Linked DNA regions of Gasterosteus aculeatus: region 1 is linked to region 2. The links are chromatin contacts, called in public Hi-C maps. All regions are on one chromosome and are shown on one strand. Each heading gives the region's core, a stretch centred on a gene start, on an enhancer-like site or on the middle of the called end of the contact. The rest is flanking DNA. Distances are from core to core; before and after follow the strand shown.

Evidence for each region. Hi-C and Micro-C count contacts between places; a contact is called where the count stands out from the background.
Region 1: a contact with region 2 is called in a Hi-C map of skeletal muscle, with 2.5 times the contacts expected there. The contact joins the enhancer-like site here to the promoter of tomm7 in region 2. A contact is called at or near these places in 2 of 6 Hi-C or Micro-C datasets (skeletal muscle and tail fin).

Annotation. Positions count from the first base shown.
Region 1 is chr10:11,203,630-11,209,002 of fGasAcu3.hap1.1, forward strand. rapgef5a (Rap guanine nucleotide exchange factor (GEF) 5a) reads left to right here. Exons shown (of 27, transcript XR_013451024.1): 19 at 36-158; 20 at 515-693; 21 at 796-886; 22 at 966-1,016; 23 at 1,143-1,230; 24 at 1,341-1,405; 25 at 2,079-2,133; 26 at 2,421-3,014; 27 at 3,146-5,126. Among protein-coding and RNA genes, the nearest start is that of bet1, 22 kb to the right of the region's middle. Within about 2 kb of position 2,627, at least 1 of the 9 cell types and tissues checked has open chromatin away from gene starts, as enhancers often do.
Region 2 is chr10:11,157,366-11,162,187 of fGasAcu3.hap1.1, forward strand. It overlaps tomm7 (translocase of outer mitochondrial membrane 7 homolog (yeast)), which reads left to right and starts at 3,263. Exons shown (of 3, transcript XM_040189121.2): 1 at 3,263-3,429. The coding sequence starts at 3,327. It overlaps hycc1 (hyccin PI4KA lipid kinase complex subunit 1), which reads left to right. Exons shown (of 12, transcript XM_040187813.2): 12 at 624-2,727.

The DNA of each region.
Region 1 (5,373 bases), core at 1,377-3,876, 46 kb after region 2:
CTGCGTTGATGCTTAACGTTCCTTTGTGTGCGCAGCCTCCTTTAACGGACAGTGCTGAGCTCAGCAGGAGGCCGGTGCGACTCCTCGGTATTAACACCTGTGATGTTGCAGCTGCTCTCACACACCTGGACTGGAGCCTCTTTAAATCCATCCACGAGGTATACACGCATGATGCTCTACAAGACTTGCTGGATCACAAGTACAGAAAATGTTCTTGGAGCTAAATATAAGTTGTTGAAACGCTGAAGCAAAGCACAGATGAAGAGAGACCAGCTGCATCTTAAACTGCTACTTGAAAGTAACAGTTTATTTAAGAAATCTAGATGATGTTTTTACATTCTAAAATACTTCTTTTTGTGATTGTAAATGGGTTTTTTAAATTCTGCTGGTCGAACTAAAAGCAGCGATACCAAAGTGTCCCTTTGGGAAAATGCGCCCCCAAGGATGCATTCGTTCGTTCCTCTAGAAAGCTGTATGTCCTTCACTCACACTCTCCACCTCCCTCCACGTGCAGCAAGAGCTCGCCTATTACACCCTCAGCCGCGTTCCTGGTACCGGCCACACGGCGGCGCTCTCGGTGCTGCTGCAGCGCTGCAACGAGGTCCAGCAGTGGGTGATGTCCGAGGTGCTCATGTGCACGTCGCTCAACAAGAGGGTGCAGCTGCTCAAGAAGTTCATCAAGATCGCAGCACAGTAAGATCACTCAGACTCAGAGATCCGAAAAGTGCCTCAAACACGTTGAGATTTCTCAGCGCCGTGATGTATTTGTTTAAAAATGTTCGCTTGTGTCCGTAGCTGTAAAGCCCAAAGAAATTTGAACTCTGCATTTGCCATCATCATGGGTTTGAACACAGCAGCCGTCAGCCGACTCAACCAAACCTGGGAGGTAAGTGTTTGTGTTGCTGCGTTTAGTGTATTTATACAAGTGCTTCCAACTGGATTCTGACCCAATGCCTTCCTTCCAGAAATGTCCGGGGAAGTTCAAGAAGCTTTTCTCAGAGTTGGAGCTCATCACGGTGAGATTTACGCAGCAGAGAGGGAAATAAAAGGAAAGCTAGAAGTGCACTCCTTCTCCTTTTACAATGCTTTCTTTTCACTATGTTTTTTCTCTCTTTTGCATCTTCCCCCTCATCGTTCTTCAGGATCCATCTCTGAATCACAAAGCCTATAGGGAAGCCTTCAAGAAGATGAAGCCTCCCAAGATCCCTTTCATGCCTCTTCTCCTGAAAGGTATCATCTCTAACTCCTACACACACACACACACAGACACACACACACACACACACTTAACTGCTTATGAAGAAAGCACCGATGTTAAAGCACTTGTCTTCTGCTTCTAGATATCACATTCATTCACGAGGGAAATAAGACCTTCCATGACAACCTTGTCAACTTTGAGAAGCTGGTAAGTTGAGTCAGTTTATTAAAAGTCTTTTAGTGTTCGAGCGACCCACAGACAAGGCCACAAATTACTTTGAGAGATTTATCAAAATTAGTGAGTTAAGCGATTGTTTCTATTGTTTTTTAATAATTACATTCATAACAAGATGAGTTGCATCAACAGGTGACTGATTGATCACCTTGACTTGTTGGATGCAGTCATTTGTAGCCCTGTGCTGCGGTTCACATTCAATCCACCCATTCACACACATGGATGGAAGCATGCTGAGATGCAAAGACCCTCGCTGAAATTATCAGTTCAGAGTCTTGCCCGAGGGTACTTCTACATGTGGACTGGGGATTCAATTGGCAACCCGGCAATTATTGGAGGAGCATCTCTACCTACTGAGCCACAGCTGCTCTCGTCACGTGTTGGCTTCCCGGAGATTAATCAGAGCCGAATGTCTCCTAAAAGAACTGTGAATCAGTGAATCGTGAAAACAATCAGCAGATGAATCAAAGGTTTCAATAGTATATGTATATATACATATATATGTATATATATATATATATATATATATATATATATATATATATATATATATATATATATATATATTGTGTTATGGTGCAGGACCATTTAGGTTGTGACTGTTTGGTATTGTTCTGATGCAACATGTCTTCTCCTAAACCAACAGCATATGATCGCAGAGACAGTGCGGATGATCCGCCACTGCCAAAGCGACCAGCCAGGTGAGTCTTCCCCCTTCTTAGGGAATTTTGTTGCTGGAAGGATCCTAACACCACCAAGTACAAGAAGGACTGGCCCACAGGCTCCTCCCTGTTCATTTAGAATGGGGAGATTTATTGTCAGGAATCTGGCGCTACCTGGCGCTGAGTCACTGCACTGCACCTGCATCACTCAGTTCTCCCTCAGTTTCTAAGCAACCATTTTACAGTCTGTGTTTGTATGCGTGTGTTCCCCAGCAGTGGAAACTCTTCTGTGTGACTAATGTGCGTGTTTTCTGTCGGTCTCTTAGGCAACGAGGTAATTGGGGTCGACAGTGCGGAGGTGAGGGCGAGCGTTCATTACCTGCACATTATCGACAATCAACAGACGCTTTTCGAGCTGTCTCACAAACTCGAGCCCCGTGCTTGAAGACGGACACACGCACACACACGCACACACACACACCCTCACAGACGCACAACAACAAACTCACTGGGCACCGTGGAGATGCCACCACCGCGCAGAACGCTTTTCACGGCATAATTCCACACACTGACACACACACTGCAACAAAGTCACACCACCAGCCGGGGTGCCGAGAGGACAATAAGCTGCCACGTGGACCCGTGAAGACAGAGCTGCACTCCGCCTGTGCTCAAGAGGCGTTACGACGTCCGTGGACGCTGTGTGAAGAGATGAATCAGCGAGACGGAGGGAGCCAAACTGAGACAAAGAGAAGAGGCTGTGTTTTGTGTGTATAGTGTCTATTGGACTGAATTGTTTTGTCACTGTGACACGTTATGGGCCTGTTTAGCAGTTTCTTTTCCTCACTGAGGCTTTCCCTGAAGATCTACAGATGTGTGGCTTCAGTAAGCGACAACAGGTGAAACATCATCAGCGTCTGGTACGTGAAGGAGGCTTTGTGAGGTTTTTATTGACTGACTGTGATGTTGGAAACACTCAAGCTCTCCTGAAGGTGCCAGAGTTCATAACCAGTTGATGTGAATGTCTTTGTCTTTTTGTTCTCCCTTCCAGGTCCTGGTTGAGACTCCTCGTGCACTCTTTGCTATGATGTTTTTGTGTGGGCAAATAAGGATCATTTTTCATTGTATATAATGTGGATCTATATATATATATATATCAGTGCCAAACGTAATACCGAGGCCGTAGATCAATTGGTTTGTTTAGGAATCTGATGTCTTTTTTCAGCACATTTTAATGTCTTTAATTGAGCCCTGCAATGACGTCTAATCCGTGATCGTGTACATCAGATCTGATGATCCTTCTGACATCATGACGACTGATTTCATGCTGTGTGTGTTGGTATCACGCCCTTCTCGTGTTGCTATGGAAACAGCCCCATCACAGAGCTTTTCTTTTATCAACAAATAAGTTAAGCACCGCAGACCTTTGTTAAGACATCACTGACAGAATAATGGAAGCACAAGGGCAGAGTAAGGCTGAGTTTGATCTTTGGTTGACTGCAGCATTTCAAAATGTACATCCTTTCTGCTTCCATCCCCATCTGGTAGAACTTTTTAGTGTTTGTGTTATTTTGTCCGTGGCCTATTTATGAGCATGCATGGCCAGTCACTTGAGAGGTCCATTTCTGCTGAGTAGCAAGATAAACCCTAAATGTTATGTAGCAATGCATATGCTGCATTGGTCAAATAGTTTGCTAGAAAACACGGGGCCAAAGTGCAAAACGGGGCGGAAATGTTGTTGCCACGAATGTCGTCACGTCAACACCGAGCCTTTCAGCGCTCATGGCTGCTTCCTTCTGATCATCATGAATCTAATGCACACAGGAACACTGGGAGTTCCTGGGGAGCTTTAGTGCCAAAAACACCTTTTGGGCCATTATAGGAAGAAGATCAGAGATGATTTTCTTCCTATGACGGTTGATATAAACACTCCTACAGATAATTTGTGTGATGGGAGTCACTGTGCTTTAAAAACACAGGCTCTTGCCCACCAACACACCTGATGCTCTGACAATGAATGCAGGGACAGTTCCATTGGTCACAGTTACGCATTTGAGTAACTGGCCCGAGGGGATTAAGGGTTGAATGTGAATCTTGAGGTTGTTTCTCCCCGGGAGTTACGCATATCCCCAAATATTTCATAAACATTGAAGAATGACATTCATGAAGACTCGTGGACTATGTAACCTTTGCTATAGGTTTAAATGTTGCTAACAGTAGCCACCATCGGTTGGAGCAGACAAAGTGAGGCTGTGCTGTGTCCGTGTCGTGACTTCAGCAACAAGTCCTTTCATTGTAACAGTTCATTTTGGACTGATGGTCAGAGCCGTGCTGCAAGTGTCATAGAAAGGCCTTGTGGTCATTTTGATGAATAACCTGTACATGACGTGCACGCACACACTCCTCTGCTCATTGTGTTTACAGACTGGTATAATTGTGCTATTTTACTTATTTATTGTAATATATTTATGTATTTTAAAGGTGACAAAAGTCCATGTGCCATGTTCAAAGGTTCAAAAATGTGTCGTTTATTCTTGAGAAGACATGTTTGTGGTTTAAAGCTGCAGCTCTAGAATGTGAAAGTACTTGTTTGTGGCCACTTGAGAGCAGCAGAAGAGCAAGTTGGTGTGACGACGCGCTTCTCTTTCCTCTGGTGTCCGATGCTGTGACGGACAGGAGACCAACGGGAAGATGTATTAAGGGTTTTATTGGCCATATTCAAGACTGTAAAGTTATTTTTTTTAAAGCAATGTTGTTTAAAACCTGTTTGCATGTTAAAACAGAAAAAAAAGTTCACAATGCGAGATAGGACACATTGAAGGCTTTGTACTATTGTAATATTGTTGATGTGTAAATATATGCCCGTGTTTGGTTTATTATTTATCAGTTGTAAATGAAAAGATAGTCAGTCACAAAGCAATATGTCTCCCCTTGTGTTCTACTTTCTGACCGCTGAAGCCACGTGTCTTTTCTAAAGCAGCGTTTTATTATCAATATTTGACTAAAATTAATAAATTATAGGTTTTATGTGACGTCTGAGTGAGCTTGTCTTTCTTTCCTTGGTGTGTGATCAGGTGCTGTGTAGACGTTGTGGCAACCAACGGCTGTTGGTGAAATCTCCGGACTCGGATACACGTCTGACTTCATACAAAAACGCTACGATTTATTGTAACGTACAAAGTAAAGGAAAAGGGAAAAATAGGATCTTCCTCTTTTGAGGGTTCGGTTCAACGGGTTTTTTTCAGCCTTCAGTCTCCTTCCTGCAGGAAGCACAAAAAA
Region 2 (4,822 bases), core at 2,013-4,512:
TGACCATGAAAGAGTTTAATGGGACCTGCCTTTCTATCCGATTACCAGCTGTTTACAGGTGTTCCGTCTCAGTGATAGTATCAGATTAGAAGTGTGTATTTGTGAATAAGTGGGTGGTTGGCCACTTGCACAGCGGGACAGATGTTTAAATGTGTCGCACAGGTGTTACGTCTTTGGCTTTTCTGTACGCCTTCCTCTCCCTTTGTGGACTTTCCTCAGTTTACGCTCTTTGACTCTGTCCTCCTCCGGCCCGGCGGACAAAAAAACGCACTCTCCTCAATGAACCTCTTGCTGTTGTCTCGCAGCGCTGCTGGTCAAACTAACCTATGTTCTTGGCTGAAATACTGAAAGTGGCAAGAAGTTTACGGCTGCAGTGTGAATGTGCCACCTGCTGGGCAGTGAGCGCTCGTCTGTCATGCAGCCCGACGGGTTCTGCCCATCATCCAAAATACTTTTGTGTCTTTCGTATTGTTTTTAAACTTTGTTAATCCTAGTAATGAATAATGTAGAATAATATCGGATCCTATGGGCTGGATGACTGATGAGCTTGTGCTTTCATCTGCAGGCTCCTGTTTTCTTATTTTGGTGCTTCTGTTTTGTGTTCCTCCCTCTGTCTGTCTCAGACGCGGTGGATCTGGGTTCCCCGGATGAGCTGATGGATATCTCGGAGTTGGATGAGGGGGTGTGGCCCGGCAGGGTGGGGCCGGACATTACCCCACCCACCATCACAATTAGCAACAGTGTCACCACGTTGAACCTGGGGGCCAAGGCCATGAAGAAGTGTCGGCTCGGCGGGCGCACCAGCAAGGACAAGGAAGCGGGCCCTCTGACAATAAGCCGGGCCGCCAGCGAGTGCGCAGAGCTGTCCGTCAAGCGGCTGACGCTCACCTCCAGCCAATCGGTGCCCAAGGCCGGAGCTCTCACCAGCCTGACGCGCACCGCCAGCGCCGTCTTCTCGCGTTCCTTCGAGCAGGTGGTTAGCAACAACGCCCCTCCCACCAGCAACCACGCCGCCTCCGAAGTTGCCCGCTATTCATGCAGCCTGCAGGAGGATGGACTGGGCTACTTGAGCCCGGCGCCGAACCACACGCAGCGCTCTCCGACCATCACCGTGCGCCTTGGCGCTGACCTTTGAACCCTTTTTGCGACGACCCCGAACCCTCTCCTCTCAGACCCTGTACCTGTGACCCGGAACTCCAAGCCATGCCAACTGCAGCAGGACAAAAACACCTACAGACACACACAACTCTCGCCGCTAACTTTTTAACATGTGATTGTGCTGTAAAGCCGCACTGCTCCCCCCCCCCCAGCAGAGGCTCCTCCGGGCCCGATGGAGGCGGAATGACGCTTCCGGCTCCACTGCCAGTTGTGCACCGCTGCCGTGAAGTCGTGCCAGAAAATAAAAATTGCAGAGCTGCCTGTCTGTAAAGGGGTGCACTTGAAACGTATTACTAGAAAAAGAAAAAAAAAAGAGAGCGAGCGACCGTGTGGGAAAGTATTTTAATTGGCATTTGTTTGCCCTGCATGGCTTTCCATACATCCATCCTGACCGTGGCCAGGTTTCTCACAGGGCAGATGTTGAGCGTGTGTAAGCATGCTCGAGACTATGTACAATTGTTTTTTTTTTTTTAGAATAAAGGCTGCTAATTGATACAATGAACAAGGTATGATTCTCCAAGTTGAAGCAACGTTCAACTAATTTAGAAAAAAAAACATTGATCTTTTCCCATAGCAATACAAATCTCCCCTATTCAGTGTTTTTTGTCAACAGTTACAGTTGAGCTTTTTTTAATTTTTTTTTATATGTATATAAAGAGAATCTGCATTCTTCCTCAAACCATCAGGAAAAAAATGACCACTCCATAATAAACTAGTATGTTCAGAATACCTTTTTGTTTACAATCGCACGGTGTTGTCATTGTGATGGAAAAGCAATATTTGTCCTTTCCTCTCGCTCCTTCAGTACCTTCCTGAATTTCAATTTCAAAAATATAACTCCAACTTCGACGAATATGATTTTTGGGGGGAATGATGGGTGTGATTTGATTTAAGCTTTGCATTTTGCACTTGAAAGAGCAAAAAAAGTTGTTTCAACGTTGGTATTTTCTTATGATGAACAAGAGAGGTCAGACTCTCAACTGTGGTATTTTCCTGTGAGACATGTGATTTGTTGTCCCCACACGAAGCCACCTACTTCTGCAGAATTGAAAGAATCTGATACCCCTGATTTAAAGATGAAAAAAAGTGAACCACAACTATAACCAAATCTATTCCTGTGGGACATTGTTTGGGTGCAATGAGGCGTCTGTTCTTTGTTTCTGTGATCCATCCACCACTCCAGCTGTTTGAAGTACTTTGGTGATGTGTTTCCCGTGTCCCTCATTCTTGTTCGCATCTTTATCATCACGTCACAAGACGCGGTGAGATTCTCTTGTACCAAAAATGGAATTAAACTCCACCCATCTGCTACGTTTGGTTTCCTAAATCAAGCTACCCCCACCCTCAAGCAAAACGTACTCCGTGTGCTCCAGCTGTCGAAGACCCATAGCTTGGTGGGACGATAACAATCATCATGTTTCTGTATGTGAGTTTACAGAATGTGTTAATTGGAAGCTCTTGTTGTACATCAAACTGTTGTACTTAAGTTGATTTATATTGGCCTTTCTATGTCTGAAGATAACTCATTGCTACAACATCTCGAAATAAAGTGTTTCTATATTTCACAAATGTGCATTGTTATAATTCTGCTGGACAACATCAGTTTTCAAGTTCAGAATACTACTCAAAACACAATACCAGAAGTCTTTTTTTCTGTTCAGGCCTTCAAGTAGACGTTTTCGTTAAACACTAAAAATACGGACTTAATACAGGCAAGCAGTTACTCTATATTTAAAGCTTGATGTCCTACTCAATAATTGTTTGGTACTTTGTGAATATATTTATTTACATAAATGTAAATAAATATATTCACATTCTTTCGAAAGAAACCTACAACAGCAGTTAGGCTTCCGCACATCTGCCTGCAGAAAAATGCAACATATTGAAATATACGTATTACGTAACATATTGAAACATTTCTTTCGTATGTGTATACTAATGAGATGCTGTTGTCCGCATGTATTTTGCACTTCACAAGTAACTAAACCTCTCGGTTTAAACTGACCATTTATTAAATTCAACCTGTCGCCGGCGCGCAGTTCCATGTCTCTCCCAGATATGGCGCCCTACGGTAGATGGAGGACCTCGGATACCAGCCACATCCCTGACGTCACTTCCTGCTCTTTCTTGTCCTTGGACACCGCATCGTCGCCGTTCCGGATAAACACATGGCTAAACTGAGCAAAGAAACCAAACAGCGGCTGCAGCAGCTGTTCCAATGCGGACAGTTTGTCATCAGATGGGGTTTCATACCAACCGTGTTGTACCTCGGTCAGTATGCGCACACGAGCAGGTGGAATACGGCCGGTGGAAAAGACGTGCCCCTCGGACGTTAGCCAGTTAGCTTAGCCTTAGCTTAGCCCTCGCCTCGAAATGAATCACCTTTTTTTAAAGAGTGCTCTGGTTGCTCTGGTTTGGCATCCTACAAAAACTATTAAATACGATAACACCGCAAAGTTCCTAATCCCTTGTACCATTAGTTTTTTATTGGTATCGTGTAACGTTGTAACATGAGCACTTCGGGCTTAACGTCGTTGACATGTTAACGTTTAAATGGTAACTTAGTAAATCATCATCTACCATAGACAAGATCATTTCAAATGTATTTCTCCCTCTGTATACTTTCTGTGTTAAGTCTCACATCCTTTAGTAGTAAATTCATAGGTTTTATCATATCCATATGGATAATCTGCACCGATTAAGCATTGCCCTGAGATTCTTAGTTTCAAAATGAGACACATCATGCATTATACCTCATGAGGTTAGTTCATAAAGTCCGTGGTCGCTCCAGAGGAACATCGTTAAAACCGCACATGCCTGTGGTATGTATTAAGGCGGTCAACATTAACGCGTTAATCTATGCGATTAATGTGGCCTAGCAACAAAATATTTTAACTGTTTACTTCCGCTCCCGTAAATTGACCGTGGAAACGAAACGGCCACTAGCTGCAGTCAGTTACATCAAGATGGAGAGAGCTTTTTGCACTGGAAGTGAAACAAACTGGTGCGACATACAGATGTTAAGCTAGCTGCTATGCTACTTCCATCTCAACATCTAACGCTACCCTGCACGGCACAACGTCTGCAGAGGACCACCACTGTGTCCCTAAAAGACCGTGGTTTGAAAAACGTTCTGGCTAAATGTCGGGAGATTGTTGGCACTTCAAACACAGCCGTTAAATGATAGAGAGTTAAGAGCACGAGGACAACAGGAAGAGTCGCTAGTTCAATGTGTTCCACCTGCGAGATTAAAGAATTTCAAGATGTGTGATTAATTTTTTTACATCACTTCATCAATTGACAGCCCTAGTATGTATGCGTCATGTCATCTGGTTTTGGTTTCTGCAGTAGAGCTAAGGAAGTTCAGACGTGTGACCTCAGACATGCTTTCTTCCCTCTCGTGTATCTTCCCTTTCTGGGTTCTCCTTTTTCGATACGTGCATTCAGCTCATCCATTTCCTAAAGGCAGAGTTTCCATCAGTTGAGCATGCCATTTCTTTGTCGTCTGGTAAACCAGCTGTGATCTCATCACATTGAAACCGTTAATTAGGTCGTTGCCCTTCAAAGTTAGAAAGTATCTTAATCAAAAAATGCTTACCTGTCCTGGTTTCATCCTTTCTGATTTGAGTTTTTAACGAACCCCGTTGGTTTGGTAAGCCTCTTT